Linked DNA regions of Triticum aestivum: region 1 is linked to region 2. The links are chromatin contacts, called in public Hi-C maps. All regions are on one chromosome and are shown on one strand. The core of a region is the stretch at or near the end of the contact, and the rest is flanking DNA. Distances in the headings are between cores, read along the strand shown.

What was found. Hi-C and Micro-C count contacts between places; a contact is called where the count stands out from the background.
Region 1: a Hi-C map of leaf shows a contact between it and region 2, with 3 times the contacts expected there. The contact joins the promoter of LOC123104085 here to the enhancer-like site in region 2. A contact is called at or near these places in 2 of 5 Hi-C or Micro-C datasets (both in leaf).

What each region holds. Positions count from the first base shown.
Region 1 is chr5A:470,349,651-470,356,614 of IWGSC CS RefSeq v2.1, forward strand. It overlaps LOC123104085 (probable E3 ubiquitin-protein ligase XERICO), which reads right to left and starts at 3,378. Exons shown (of 1, transcript XM_044525810.1): 1 at 2,447-3,378. The coding sequence starts at 3,248. The coding sequence ends at 2,754.
Region 2 is chr5A:470,123,657-470,130,557 of IWGSC CS RefSeq v2.1, forward strand. No RefSeq gene overlaps it. Among protein-coding and RNA genes, the nearest start is that of LOC123104084, 55 kb to the left of the region's middle. Within about 2 kb of position 4,490, at least 1 of the 8 cell types and tissues checked has an H3K27ac peak or open chromatin away from gene starts, as enhancers often do. A contact at or near this core is called in leaf, where this site is marked.

The sequences.
Region 1 (6,964 bases), core at 2,128-4,627, 220 kb after region 2:
CCTGGCGCATGTCACAGAACCCCATGTCATTGTGTGCGAGGGTGCTAAAAGCAAGGTACTTCTTAGAAGGCTCTATTATTAATGCTACTTGCCCTGGAGGCGGTTCTTATACATTCAGAAGTATTATTCATGGCCGAAACCTATTGCTGGACGGACTCATATGGAGGATAGGAGATGGAAGTAAGATTAGAATCCACCACGATAATTGGGTTCCCCGAAAGGGTAGTTTGACGCCACTGGGCCAGAACTATATTCATGGGGTAAACCGGGTTAGTGACTTGCTGAATGCGCATGGCACAACCTGGGGTCCTCTTAAGGTACAGGAGATGTTTCCCGCGGATGAAGCACAAGAAATAATGCAAATACAGATAGCGGGACCAGGTGTGGAGGATTACCTAGCTTGGAATTCCACAAAGAACGGGGTGTTCACGGTCAGGTCAGCATATCATCTTAGGATGGCGCAGAAAAAACTCAAATCCGAACGGCCGGAGAACTTGTCGACGGTGGCCAATCACAAAGCCTAAGTCTTTGGGATACTGTAGCCCCTCAAAAGGTTTATATACATGTATGGTGGCTGATAAGGAATGGACTTGTTGTAGGTTCTGAACTTCAGAGACGGAAAATCAAAGCGGGGGTATTCTGTGTGGGCTGAGGACGCGAACTGACGAATTATCACAGGTTCTGGGGTTGTTTTCATTCAGCAAAGTTTTGGAAGGTGTTACACTGGGAATTGGGAGTTCCGGTGACGATCCCACTAGTCACAGCTTGCTCCCAGGGTGACCTCTCGAACTAGATCTTGTCCTGGATCGCAGATGCTTCAGATGATGAGAACGCGAGCATGGTACAGGGGCTGTACGGGCTTTGGCTCGCTAGAAATAATGCAAGGGAAGGGAAGAAGATAGAAGAAGCGGCAGATATAGCTCGCTCAGTCATTCGGGCCATGGAAGTATCGCAGGCTGTAAATGGGAGAGTCAGTAAGGCCGCGAATGTTACACCTGTGCAGAAGTGGGAAACACCAGAAGTGAACTGGGTGAAAGCGAATGTTGACGGTGCAACGTCCAAGATGGGAGATAGAGGGCGAGGAGGCATTGTCCTTAGGAACCATGAAGGAGCGTTTCTTGCTCGTGCCTGTCAATATATGCCTCACTGTACTGATCCAGCAACGATGGAGCTACAATCCTGTCGAAGGGCAGTGCTGGTTGCGGACGAGCTGAATGTAAATAATCTGCACATTGAAATGGATTGCAAAGAAGTGGTGAGTAAGATTCGGAGCAAGGAGAAAAATCTAACAGTGTTGGGGCCTGTGATTGAAGAGGTTAAGATGCTTCTGGAGGCGCGCCTGCAATGAAGGATTAGCTGGTTTCGACGCTTGGCGAATGGTGTGGCGCATGCATTAGCTAAGCTAGGCGTTTCATAGAACTTATGTAAAGTCTGGTTGCATGAGCCCTCAGAAATCCTGAAATAAATCCAGGAATAATGCGAGTACTTGAACTCTGGTGGGTCGGGCATACCACAATCCCTCGAACCATCTAACCATAGAAATGACTTTTGAGGATAGACTAAAAACATGGCTTTTCTCTCAAGTAAAAAAACATGCATTCCATTTATAAAGAAAAAACATGGATGGGGTTGCAGCGCAAGGGGCGAAAAAGCATAACAAAAAGGTACCTTGGCCGTGACGACAAGGAGCCGATGGAGGGACGCCCAAAATTGGCGGCATGTGCCATGGGCGATGCGGACGCAGCCAAGTGGGGCCACGTTGATAAGCACGTATCCGTAATCCATGTGACCCGCCCCCGCCCGCATAAACAATCCGCTGCCGTTGCCGTGCCTTTCAGCGCCTTGTCTCCCCTGCCTAATTGCTCCGGGGATACCCGCAACGCCACCCCCCAAAAACAATCGATCACTCAACCAACAACCCTACTGGTTTTATACTCCTGATTAGTGCAGATTCCCTCGCCGTTTGTTTGGAGCCTCGGAGAATTTACCCGAATTGTAGTGCTGGTTTCTTCATCTGGTTTATTTAACTCTAGAAATTACCCGATTGAATAGTAGTGGTTTCTTGATCCGGATTAATAAACACCAGTAGCGATTGCTTTTTAGTGGTTTCTTCATCTGGTTTAATGAACACTTTGTAAAAATTGGTAGTAGTACTAGTTGTTTCTTGATCTGATTTAATAAACGCCACCAGAAAGTACCCGAATAGCACCGTCTTATTGATCATTGATCAGGTTTAATAACTATCGTGTTTTAATAATTGGTGGTTTCTTGCTCCGATTTCAGAAACACTTGTTGAGATTAGCTAGTACAACGGCATACATGGAAAGAGTAAAATAAGAAGAAAAAAATAGTAACTTTCTCCACAAATATCTGGAGAGACAAGCTAGGGGCATCCAAGAGGCAAGCAAGAACACCGGCCCTCTGGTGTTCATAAGACACACAATCCTTGTTCCATCAATTTTCCGTTTCTCGTAAAAAAAGCCGAGAGCCGTACACAGATTTCTCATCACACAAAGCGCTACACCCGGTGGGAGCGCTCTCTGCTGAAAAATATTTACAGGGTACAGCGATGGCACGAGGCGTACAGAAAACGAAACCAAAAGGCAAATGCGAAAGGCGAGGGGCATAAGAGCCCTCTGCTAGGATCCATCTAAATTCCTACGCGCACACGGAGAGGCCACACACGGAGCTAGCACATAGCCGGGGGCGACGCGACGGGGCGAATCTCTCTCTTCTCTTCCCTCCACTCGTCCCTAAATCCAGGCCGTCAGGGTGGGGGCCGGCGGCGACCACGACTCGTCGGCGGCGGTGGTGGCGGCCGGGAGGAGCCGGGAGCGGCAGAGCGGGCAGGTGGCGTGGTCGTAGTCCAGCCAGGTCTCGAGGCAGGCGCGGTGGAAGAGGTGGCCACAGGGCAGGCGGTTCACCACGGCGTCCGCCTCGAAGCGAACAAGGCAGACGCGGCAGTCGGGCGTCGGCGAGGCCGCCGCGCCCCGCCTCCGGCCGAACCGCGCGGGGCGGAACCTGCTCCTGAACCTCTCGGCCAGGCTGGGGCCCGCCGGGGTGGCGGCCGTGAGCTGGTCGGCGCCGTCGGCGTCCTCCCCGGCCAGCAGCGAGGGCGGCGCGGGCAGGCCGAGGAAGACGAGCGCGGCGCGGAGGAGGCCCGCCAGGGCGGCGATCGAGACGACGGCGTGGTAGAGCAGGTAGATCAGGAGGCTCTCCTTGGGCGCCGGCATGCTGGAGATGCCCATCGCGGCGGCCTGGAGGAGGAATGGGGATCGATCCGGGGACCCGTCTGCAATTTGCGCCTTCTTTCGGGGTGGTCTGGGCGAGGGAGCGGTGCGGTGTGGGTGTGGTGGGATGGATACAGTGAGGGAGGGAGGGGGAGTCGGGGTGGGCGCATTTATAGCCGGCCCGGGGGCTGCTGGTGTCACCTCCCTATCCATCCCATCTCGTTCGGGTGGTGCACCGCGACCCGTGTTCGGCAGCCCGCCGCCGTCGGATCCGCGCGACGGACGCCCGATCTCATCCCAGAGGGGGAGGAGGGGGGGACACCCCACATGCGGTGCGGTGCGGTTCGATCGTGGGCGCCCAATAATTCCCCGCTCTGGTTCGGTTCGTGGCGCCCAATAATGCGTGCATGGTTCCTGAGGCCAATTATTTGGGCCGGCCGATCCAAGACCCGGTGGACCCATTTGTAGTAGCACGTGCAGTGCACCGCACCGGCGACGAGACGGTACAACGTCGAGCGACCGATCTCACTGTCACGGGACAGTGCGCCCTCCCGGAAGAAAATCGTCGGGCGCGATTGGCGAGGCCGATTGGCTCCGACAGATCCATATCAGAAAGGTGAGGGCGAAAGGGAATTCAATTCGGCCTACCGAACGTAAGCGGCTCAGCACGATTCCTGCCATTTATCCGCTCCGAACCGTGACGTGCTTGACTCGGAAGACATTATCGCAGCCTCATTTCAGTTGAAAAGACACGGGATTTTTTTCCCCGAATCTTTTGTTTTGGAAGCAGTACTAGTATTTCCTTCCGATTCTGCAGGAATGGTTCGGATCAGCTCGCCGATCGGGTTGCCGTGCCTGCACGACTGCGGCCGGCCGGTCGAACCGACCCCGACCCGACGCCCGGCCGGTCACGGTCAGCCCGTGCACCGAGCGGGAATCGATCTCCTGGTACGTACGCCACTGCACTAGCACCACGTCCCCTCCCCGTCGACGCAGTTACGGGCGCGACCAGTCTTGGACGCGCGAGACAGGGACGCGAGAGACGGCGACCGGCGCGGCCACGGGCGCTGCGGCTCGGCCGTTCAGGCTCGGCGGACGGACGCGCGGCCGCCAGGTCCGGTGCCCCGCCCTCCAGGGTGCCTCCGGCGACCCGTGTACTGCCCGTGGGTGCCGGCCGGCCGCGATGGACGCGGAGGTTCTTGGCTTGACCACTAGGCACACCAGTGGGCAGCGGCTGCTTTGCGTAATTGCTTGCCATGGGGAAAAGTCTCGGTGGAACGCACCTAATCATTTTTCGTTGGGGTGCCGCCGGTCCGTCGATGAAAGTTGCCTGGCAAGCTACCGACTACAGTACTGTACTGGGAGTACTTGTTTGTGTTACGTGCCCGTCGACAGTAATCCATCCATCGGACTAATCAACGGAGCTCGGCGTTTCTCTCGCCAAAATTAAAAACTGAAGACGGTCCGGTTGGGCTAGCTTGACTGCTACTAGTAGTAGTACGTAGTACGTGCAGCTCAAGTTTTTTCTTTTTTTCTTTTTGACGGGTACGTGCAGCTCAAGTTTTTTCTTTTTTTCTTTTTGACGGGTACGTGCAGCTCAAGTATTTGTGTTGCGTCTGAACTTGACCACGAACGGCCTGTTGACCTGCGCGGCTAACTAGCTAAGCCGTTGGAGTTTTCAAATGGCGCGTTGCTCTGTCGGTTCATATACAAAGGTTTCACCGAAAGTTTAATGGGGAATTCTGTTCACACGCGCACCGTCCTCGCCCAAACTGAGATCGACCGATATCTTCATTTACTACTCCACCGATGGCGACACCCAAGCACAGCCATTAGCGACAGGCACGCATGTCAGAGAAAATCGAATTTTTCGGATCCTTAGCGAGGTTTTCTATTGCCGAAAACAATTTAAAAAATCTGCTCACAGGCGCACCGTCCAGAGACCACGGCACGGAAGCACAACCAAAACGTGTGGGGTGCATGTTTACGTAGCGAATTGACGACTACAATGCATGATCATGCCTCGTAACAGTAACATTTCGCTCGACCGGCGACAGCGAAGGGCAGGAGGATTCCTGTGGCCGGGGCGCGCCCCCTACGGCGAGAGCCGTGCCGCGTAGCATCGCACTCGCGCTCGCACGGCACGGCTCGATCCACGGCCTAAACAATGCGGATGCTTGCGTTAAGCGTCCGGTCTGGCATCGTCCCTACTGCGCCGGCACATGCAGCTGCAGTGGCCACCAATGGACGGACGGACGGACACGCGTGGCCTCAGGAGGTGATGTGGGCGCCGGTGATCCACATCTGGAATCCGGTGGACGGCTCCGCCCTTTCCGCCAACCTGCCGGTGCGGTCGATTACTCTATTCAGGCCAGGAGTAAAAGATTCCACGGTGGATTTTTTAAGTAAATTCCGTGGTGACGGTGCGCTTCAGATAACTTGCGTGGCTTAGGCTTAGGCTTAGGCTAAGGCTTAGCCCGCGATGGCGTGGATCAGCGTGGCGGCTTAACCGCGGGGCCGGCCGGCGAGCAGGCGCGGGCGTGCGTCCACAGGAAGCAAGCGAGGAAGGAAGGAAGGAAGCAGAGGAAAGCGCGTGGGCGGGGTGCTGGGTAGTACCGACGAGGCGAGACCACCGGGGTCGCCGCTGACGTCCGTCGTTGCTTTCCGGCGCCGTCCGAGCGCTGCGGTGCGCCCAGCGCGGCACGCGGGGGCGCGTCCCCATCCCGCGCGCCCGGGTCACGTGGCCCGCGCTCGGGGCGACAGCGAGGCGCGCGGAAAGCAACGTGGCGGTGTCTCGAACCGGCGAGGGGGAGGGAGGCGTGGCGGGGCCGTGCGCCCGCCCGTCCGAGCCGTCGACGGGGCGCCCTCGCCCTCGTCACGCGCCGCGATCGCGATCGCGCGCCCGGGTGGTGCGTGCGTGCGCGCGTGCGCGCGGCTTGACCGCTTGTCCTGTCACCCATACGTGCTGCGTTGGACCGTGGTGACAAGTGTCTGCCACCATGTTGACAACTAGTCCCGTCGGGAGTGAGACCCGTACGTGTGTCTGAGAGATCGAGAAGCGTGATCGGATTTCTCTCTCTCTCGTTCGCCCCATCGCCGGCGTGTGCTGCTTGGAATTCCAAGCATCTTTGTACGCTGCTGCTGCTGGTATGTCTCTCGTCGTTGTGTCCTGTGTGTGCGTGTGTTTGGTGTCATGTCAGGCGAGGATCTTCGTCCGGCGACCCCTGGAACCGTCTAGAAGCAAGCACGTACGCCACAGGGTTACTGTATTTGTTTTTCTGATAAGACCCCACTCACATTGGATGCATTTGAAATTGACGCGCCGCTTTTACGGTACCAAAATGACTCACAGGGCAGCAGTAACTAACTCCATCAGGGAAATGATAAAGCACAACAACTAGAAAACAAACTCGGATATATTGAAGCGGATAACTAGCTTGATTCATAAGGACGCAATCCAGACCATGAACTTGCGAACCTAGATAGAATCACAAGACGAAACCACAAGGGTCCTTATGGATTAAGGGCAAGCCCTTCAATCCACACACGGGTTAACACTCAAAGAACTAATGCTCACAACACAACACCTACAACGCCATGACCATCTTAACTTTTTTGGCTTCTTCATATCTAGGAATTGCTCGCCCTTGATTGTTTTATCCATTATAGGCTTCAAGACATGGTTCACTCCATGATGCATGAAAGAATACTTGTTAGAACTCACATGGTGAGTA
Region 2 (6,901 bases), core at 3,240-5,739:
AAAAGAACTTGAGTACTTCAATGTGTGTTGCCGGACAAATTTGTTGTCGGGGGCATCATTGCCAAGCTTCCACCTTCGTGGAACAATTTTGCTACTTCCCTGAAACACAAGAGACATGAGTTTTCCGTTGCGGATCTCATTGGTACTCTTGATGTTGAAGAGAAGGCGAGAGCAAAGGACACACGTGCTCGAGTTGCTGAGGGAGGTTCTAGTGCCCACATGGTACAGAAGAACTTCCAGCCCAACAAGTTCAAAAACAATAAGAACAAAACTCAGGGCAAAGGCAAGTTTGATACAAAGAACAAGCCATCACATTCTACCAACTTCAAGAAGAATTCTCATAAGAAGGGGAAGGGACTTTGCCATGTCTGCGGTGATCCTAATCACTGGGCTCCGAAGTGTCCTAACCGCTTTGAGGAGCGCGAACATGAGAAGAGCAGCAAGTCCGCTAATGTCTTCATCGGTGATACTGATATGAAGGAATCATGGTACGGTATTTTTCCTACCATCCTTTCAGTTTTTCAATCCCCTGATTGGTTAATTGACACCGGTGCCAATGTACATGTTTGTGCTGACGCCTCCATATTTTCTTCTTACTAGGCCACTGGGACTTCTCCCGTGCTGATGGGGAACGGGTCACATGCCATCGTTCGAGGTGTTGGTACGGTCGATCTGAAGTTTACTTTGGGGAAGACCGTGCGTCTGAAGAACGTTCATCATGTGCCGTCCATCAATAAAAATCTCGTTAGCGGTTTCCGTTTATGTTGAGATGGTTTTAAGTTGGTTTTCGAATCCAATAAAGTTGTAATTTCTAAGTGTGGACAATTTGTTGGAAAAGGCTATGAGTGCGGAGGCTTGTTCCGCCTATCTTTGTCAGATATCTGCACTAAAGTTATTAATAATGTTTGCTACAATAATGAGTCTGATATTTGGCATTCACGACTTTGTCATATTAACTTTGGATGCATGACACGGCTAGCCAATATGAATTTAATTCCGAAAATCTCTCCTGTCAAGGGCTCTAAGTGCCAAGTATGTGTGCAAGCTAAGCAACCTCGCAAGTCCCATAAGACTGCAGAGGCAAAAGACTTGGCGCCACTAGAGCTTATACATTCTGATCTTTGTGAGATGAATGGCGTGTTGACAAAAGGTGGAAAGAGATACTTCATGACGTTGATTGATGACTCCACTATATATTGTTATGTGTATCTTCTGAAATCAAAATATGAGGCTTTGACTTTTTCAAAAACTATAAAGCTGAGGCAGAGAACCAACTTGATCGAAAAATTAAACGGCTTAGGTCCGATCGTGGTGGAGAGTATTTTTCAATGAATTTGATCTGTTTTGTGCGGAACATGGTATAATCCATGAGAGGACGCCTCCCTACTCACCCCAGTCAAATGGGGTAGCCGAAAGAAAGAACTGAACTCTAACTGATATGGTTAACACCATGTTAGACACTTCGGGTCTATCCAAGGAATGGTGGGGGGAGGCGCTAATGACTGCGTGTCATGCCCTAAACCGGGTTCCCACAAAGCATAAGACCATGACTCCATTTGAGAAATGGGAAAAGAAAAGATTAAAACTCTCTTACCTACGTACTTGGGGTTGTTTGGCGAAAGTCAATATACCAATTCCCAAGAAGCGCAAGCTTGGACCAAAAACCATGGATTGTGTTCTTCTGGGCAATGCTTTTCATAGCATCGGCTATAGATTTTTGATAATAAAATCTGAGGTGTCTGACATGCGTGTTGGTACGATTACGGAGTCAAATGATGCAACTTTCTTTGAGGACATATTTCCTATGAAGGATATGTCGAGTTCATCAAATCAGGAGATACCTACTCCATCTAGTGAGGAATTCACTGTAATTCCTGAACCCACCATTGCGATGGAACACGTTGAGAATCCTGTTGAGGGTGACAATGGAACTCCTGTGAGGAGTAAAAGACAGAGGACTGCAAAGTCCTTTGGTGATGATTCCATTGTGTACCTCGTGGATGACACACCCAGGACTATTTCAGAAGCCTATGCATCTCCTGATGCTGACTACTGGAAGGAAGTTGTACGTAGCGAGATGGATTCCATCTTAGCTAACGGTACCTGGGAGATCACTGACCGTTCTTATGGGTGCAAACCTGTAGGATGTAAGTGGGTGTTCAAGAAGAAGCTTAGACCTGATGGTACGATTGAAAAGTACAAGGCACGGCTTGTGGCCAAGGGTTATACCCAGAAAGAAGGTGAAGACTTCTTTGATACTTACTCACCCGTGGCTATACTGACCACAATTCGGGTGCTACTATCACTGGCTGCCTCACATGGTCTTCTCGTTCATCACATGAACGTTAAGACAACTTTCCTCAATGAAGAGTTGAAGGAGGAAATTTACATGGATCAGCCAGATGGTTTTGTAGTACCTGGTCAGGAAGGAAGGTGTGCAAGTTATTAAAGTCTTTATATGGCCTTAAACAAGCTCCTAAGGAGTGGCATGAGAAGTTCGAAAGAACATTAACTGCTGCCGGCTTTGTAGTAAACGATGGTGACAAGTGCGTGTACTATCGCTATGGTGGGGGCGAAGGAGTTATTCTTTGTCTGTATGTCGACGACATATTGATATTTGGAACCAAACTTGATTTAATCAAGGAGGTTAAGAATTTTTTATCTCGCTATTTTGAGATGAAGGATCTAGGAGTAGCTGGTGTTATCTTAAACATCAAGCTGTTGAGAGATGAGAATGGTGGGATCACACTGCTTCAGTCTCACTATGTGGAAAAGGTCTTGAGTCATTTTGGGTATAGCGACTGCACACCTTCTTCAACTCCATATGATGCTAGTGTGTTGCTTCGAAAGAATCGAAAGATTGCTAGAGATCAACTGAGGTATTCTCAGATTATTGGTTCGCTTATGTATTTGGCGAGTGCCATGAGGCCTGACATCTCTTTTGCTGTGAGCAAGCTGAGTCGGTTTGTGTCAAAACCGGAAGATGATCATTGGCATGCGTTTGAGAGAGTTATGCGCTATTTGAAAGGCACCGCGAGCTATGGGATTCACTACACCGGGTATCCAAGGGTACTGGAGGGTTATAGTGACTCAAACTGGATTTCTGATGCTGATGAGATAAAGGCCACAAGTGGTTATGTTTTTACACTTGGTGGTGGCGCTGTTTCCTGAAAGTCTTGCAAGCAGACCATCTTAACGAGGTTAACTATGGAAGCAGAACTCATAGCATTGGACATTGCCACTGTTGAAGTAGAGTGGCTTCGTGAACTCTTGATGGACTTACCTATGGTTGAAAAACCAATATCCCTATCCTGATGAACTGTGATAATCAAACTGTGATCTATTCATCTGCTATACTAGTTCACACGATTAGTTTAATCTCTGTTACTGTAATCATGATTTATCTTTTGTTTATTCGGATTAAATCTTATAGTAATTTGCTCATATTTCCAACACTGGCTATCACCGAGACCGTAGAAGGGGCATCATGAGAGGACGAGCACCGATCGGGGGAGCACTCGCGCCGGGGGCGACCGACGACCTACAGTGAGGCACCGCACGACCTTCACATTTTCTTTCATTCCCATTGCATCGGACTGTGTATCTGCTAGCTTCCTGACCCTTCTTTTCGCCAACCTGTAGATATTTTTCGAAAACTCTCGGGCATCTGCCGAATTCTAACGCATGAGCAATGCAATTATGCGTGCCATGCTCTCTCCGCGATCGAGGTTGGCGCTGGCGGAGTGGAGCGCCATCGCCATGATTTGATTTCCTCCCTGGCTGTGTGCAGCCAAGGCGCCTGCCTAGTTGCTCTGCTGCGTGGCCGTTCTCGTAGTCGTAGCTGCATGTCCGGCATGTGCATCTTTATCTCTCAAGTCGCCGAACATTTCTGACTGTCTAATTGACTGACCGACTGTAGCTTGCATGATGTGTGGTAGTAGATAGGTCACCTGATGATACAGCTGGTTGCTGCCTGTGTGTGGAGGAGTCCGGAGCAGCTGACGAGCAAGTCCAGAAACTTAACAGCTAACGCCAGCATGGGGAGTTCCTCCTCCGGCTGAACCCGGCACGCATATCTGAATCTGACGAATGTATGTATATCCTGTGTGCCGCATTCTAACCACGCGCGGACAGACGCGAGGCTTGCACAGATGGATCCAGGCGTTGCGTCGACCCGAGACAGTAGACAGCACGTCGGCACCTCCATCATTTTTTTTTTGAAACGAACACCTCCACAATTCATATATATTTCCAGAGTTAATGAAATTAGTTTCAGTTTGGGGGGGGGGGGGGGGGGGGGGGGGGGGCTAGACTAGACACTCCCTCGATCGATTCTTGGCCGTACGTTCAATTTCACACATGGAGAACGGGTGAAGGAACGAGGCCCCAAAAGGCGTTTTGGCTTGCTCCGGATCAGATATGCAGATGAGATCGACGGCCATACCACACTGTATACTACTGGTATTTGGCATGTTTATCATCACGCCGCGCCGCGGCATGCAGCACACGCGCGCACACACACGGGCGGTCAGGCTACTGCCGGAGAAGTCGCGGATGAACCCGACGTCACGGCAAACTTGGCTCGACAACGACGATCGCTGCTACTCCTGCTAGCTGGCTAGCTACCAAGAGCCACAAGAATGGGCGGCTCAGGCGGGCAGCCAGGCCGTCCACACAATCGGGGCCAAAGCGGTGCTGCTCGTGCTGCCGCTGCATGCAACCGAGCTACGATCGACCTGCATAATCTCCACCCACAAAACGGGACGCCACCCCACCTCACCAGTGCAAAAAACACCTTTTCTCTGCTACTGTTTCTGTCCCTGGCGTCCAAGCACCAGACGCATGCAAAACCTTGTGCGGTAGCGGCGCTTTTTTTTCTTTTCAAAAAGAGAGCGCTCTCTCCGATTTTCATTATCAGGAACCATAATGTTCGATACAAACTACTCCCCGTCTCATATTGTAAGACGTTTTTTTTACAACAATGTAGTGCTGAAAACCGTCTTATATTATACAACAGAGGGAGTACTAGAAATAAAAAGCCCGCAAAATAGAGGCAAATCCATTCTGGTACTCCCACAAACCGGGGTCTCCTGCACCAGCAAAAGCAAACAAATTCCTTGAGAACGATGCAGTTCCTGACGAGAAGAAGTAACGACGAGAAGGATAGGTAAGCCCGGGGGAGTATGGCTGTCAGCAGGCCGCAATCCTACGCTTCGCCCTCCATCCCAGAGTCGCCTTGAAAACCTCTCTAGCCAATGCTTCAATTCTTCTTGCGCCCTCATCCACTACCCTTCTGTTTTCGGGGTTTATCTACAACACAAATCATTCATAAAGCCTTTTGATAATAAGATTTATAGGAACACAAGGATCAGAGATCCCGTTGTTATCAAACACAAAACTATTCCTCAATTTCCAAATTGTCCAAAATATGGCAGAGATGCCAACTGTTATCAGATCTTTTTCTTTATTATGAGGCATCTGATGTTCTCGAGTGTGAGCTTGGGGATAGCAGACTGTCTCCAAGGGACGCCGTTCGCCGCCCCCTACAACTTTTCGTCGCCCTTCCATCAATGTGCGGCATTCCCCTCCAGCGTGGCTGTGAGACAGGTGTTTCTGGTGTCTCTGTCGAGGTCATCACGCACACTCCTGCAGGGATCCAATCCGATGCACTGTCTGCCTTCGATTTGGACCTATCGCTCGCTTCTGTCGTGCTAAGAAGCCTGTCCATCAAGCTTCGCTGCTCCAATGTCATGCTCCATCGCCTGCATCCACCGGTGATGTCTCCATGATAGATGTGCAGTTCCGGTCTGTTTCGGCTGATTAAGTCGGGTTGGTGGAGGAGACCGAGATGCTTCGCACTGAGCTTCGCGACTGCCTTGCGTGTGCCGACAGTGTTTTGGGGAGGGCGGAGGCCACTCTTTCCAAACTAGAGGCGGTGCCGGATGTGTCTTCGCTACATGAGCTTCAGATTGGGGTTGTACATGATGTGTCCTTGCTGCCCGAGATCCAGGTTGGCTCTGCCGATGGGGAAGCTAGCATGTATGGAGATCTCTCCCCTCGTGTTACAACATGTCAGTTGCCGCTGCCTGTCGTGCCGATTGCTTCCAGAAGTGAAGTCATTGTTGAGGTCGTGGCTCCGATGCTGCAGATTATGCCTGAGCTTTAGAAGCTCTGTGGGAAGCCCACTTCGCCTATTTCGATGGTGCTTCCTAAGGAGATGGGGTCTCTTAGAGGGGACTTGGCGATGCCGACTGCGACCTCATTGTCTTCATTGGAGCCGAGTCAGGTGCTCACCTTTGTGGACCTTGGAGGTTTGGCGGTTGCTGTTGCTGCTCTCTCACCTGAGGTTGTTGGCCCGGTGGCATTTGTTGGTGCTGAGGTTGATGAGGTAGGTGGTTTTGCACCTGTTGCTGAGGCGCCGAAGCCCGTCCGGTCTCCCATCTTTGACCGTGATGCTATGTTGGCATGCATTGACGAGGTGGTCTTCATGAAAAGGCTTGGCCGCTTGCTCACCGGCTTGGATGCAGCTTGTCCTAGGTCTGCCAAGACGATTGCTTGCCTCCTAGCGGAGGAGGTTTCTACGGGCAAAATGAAGAAGGTGAAGAAGGTTATCAGGAACATAGGCAAGAAGAGTGACGTCAGTAGGAAGGCGTCCGCGGCTGCTTAATGGAGGATGCTCCGTCTTTTCGTCATCCATCTTCGATTGACTCGTGGATTTGGTGGGTGTTCGGTGGTTTTGTTGAGGGTTTCGTTTCGACGTCATTCTGCGAGGGTTTGTGGTTGTTGCATGTTATGTATGTTTGTTGGGTTGACCGTGGCATCATGGAGTTTCTTTCTTAGCGATTAGTCCGCATGTCGTCTATATGTATCGGTTTTCGCCCGATTTTTCGTTAATTAACTG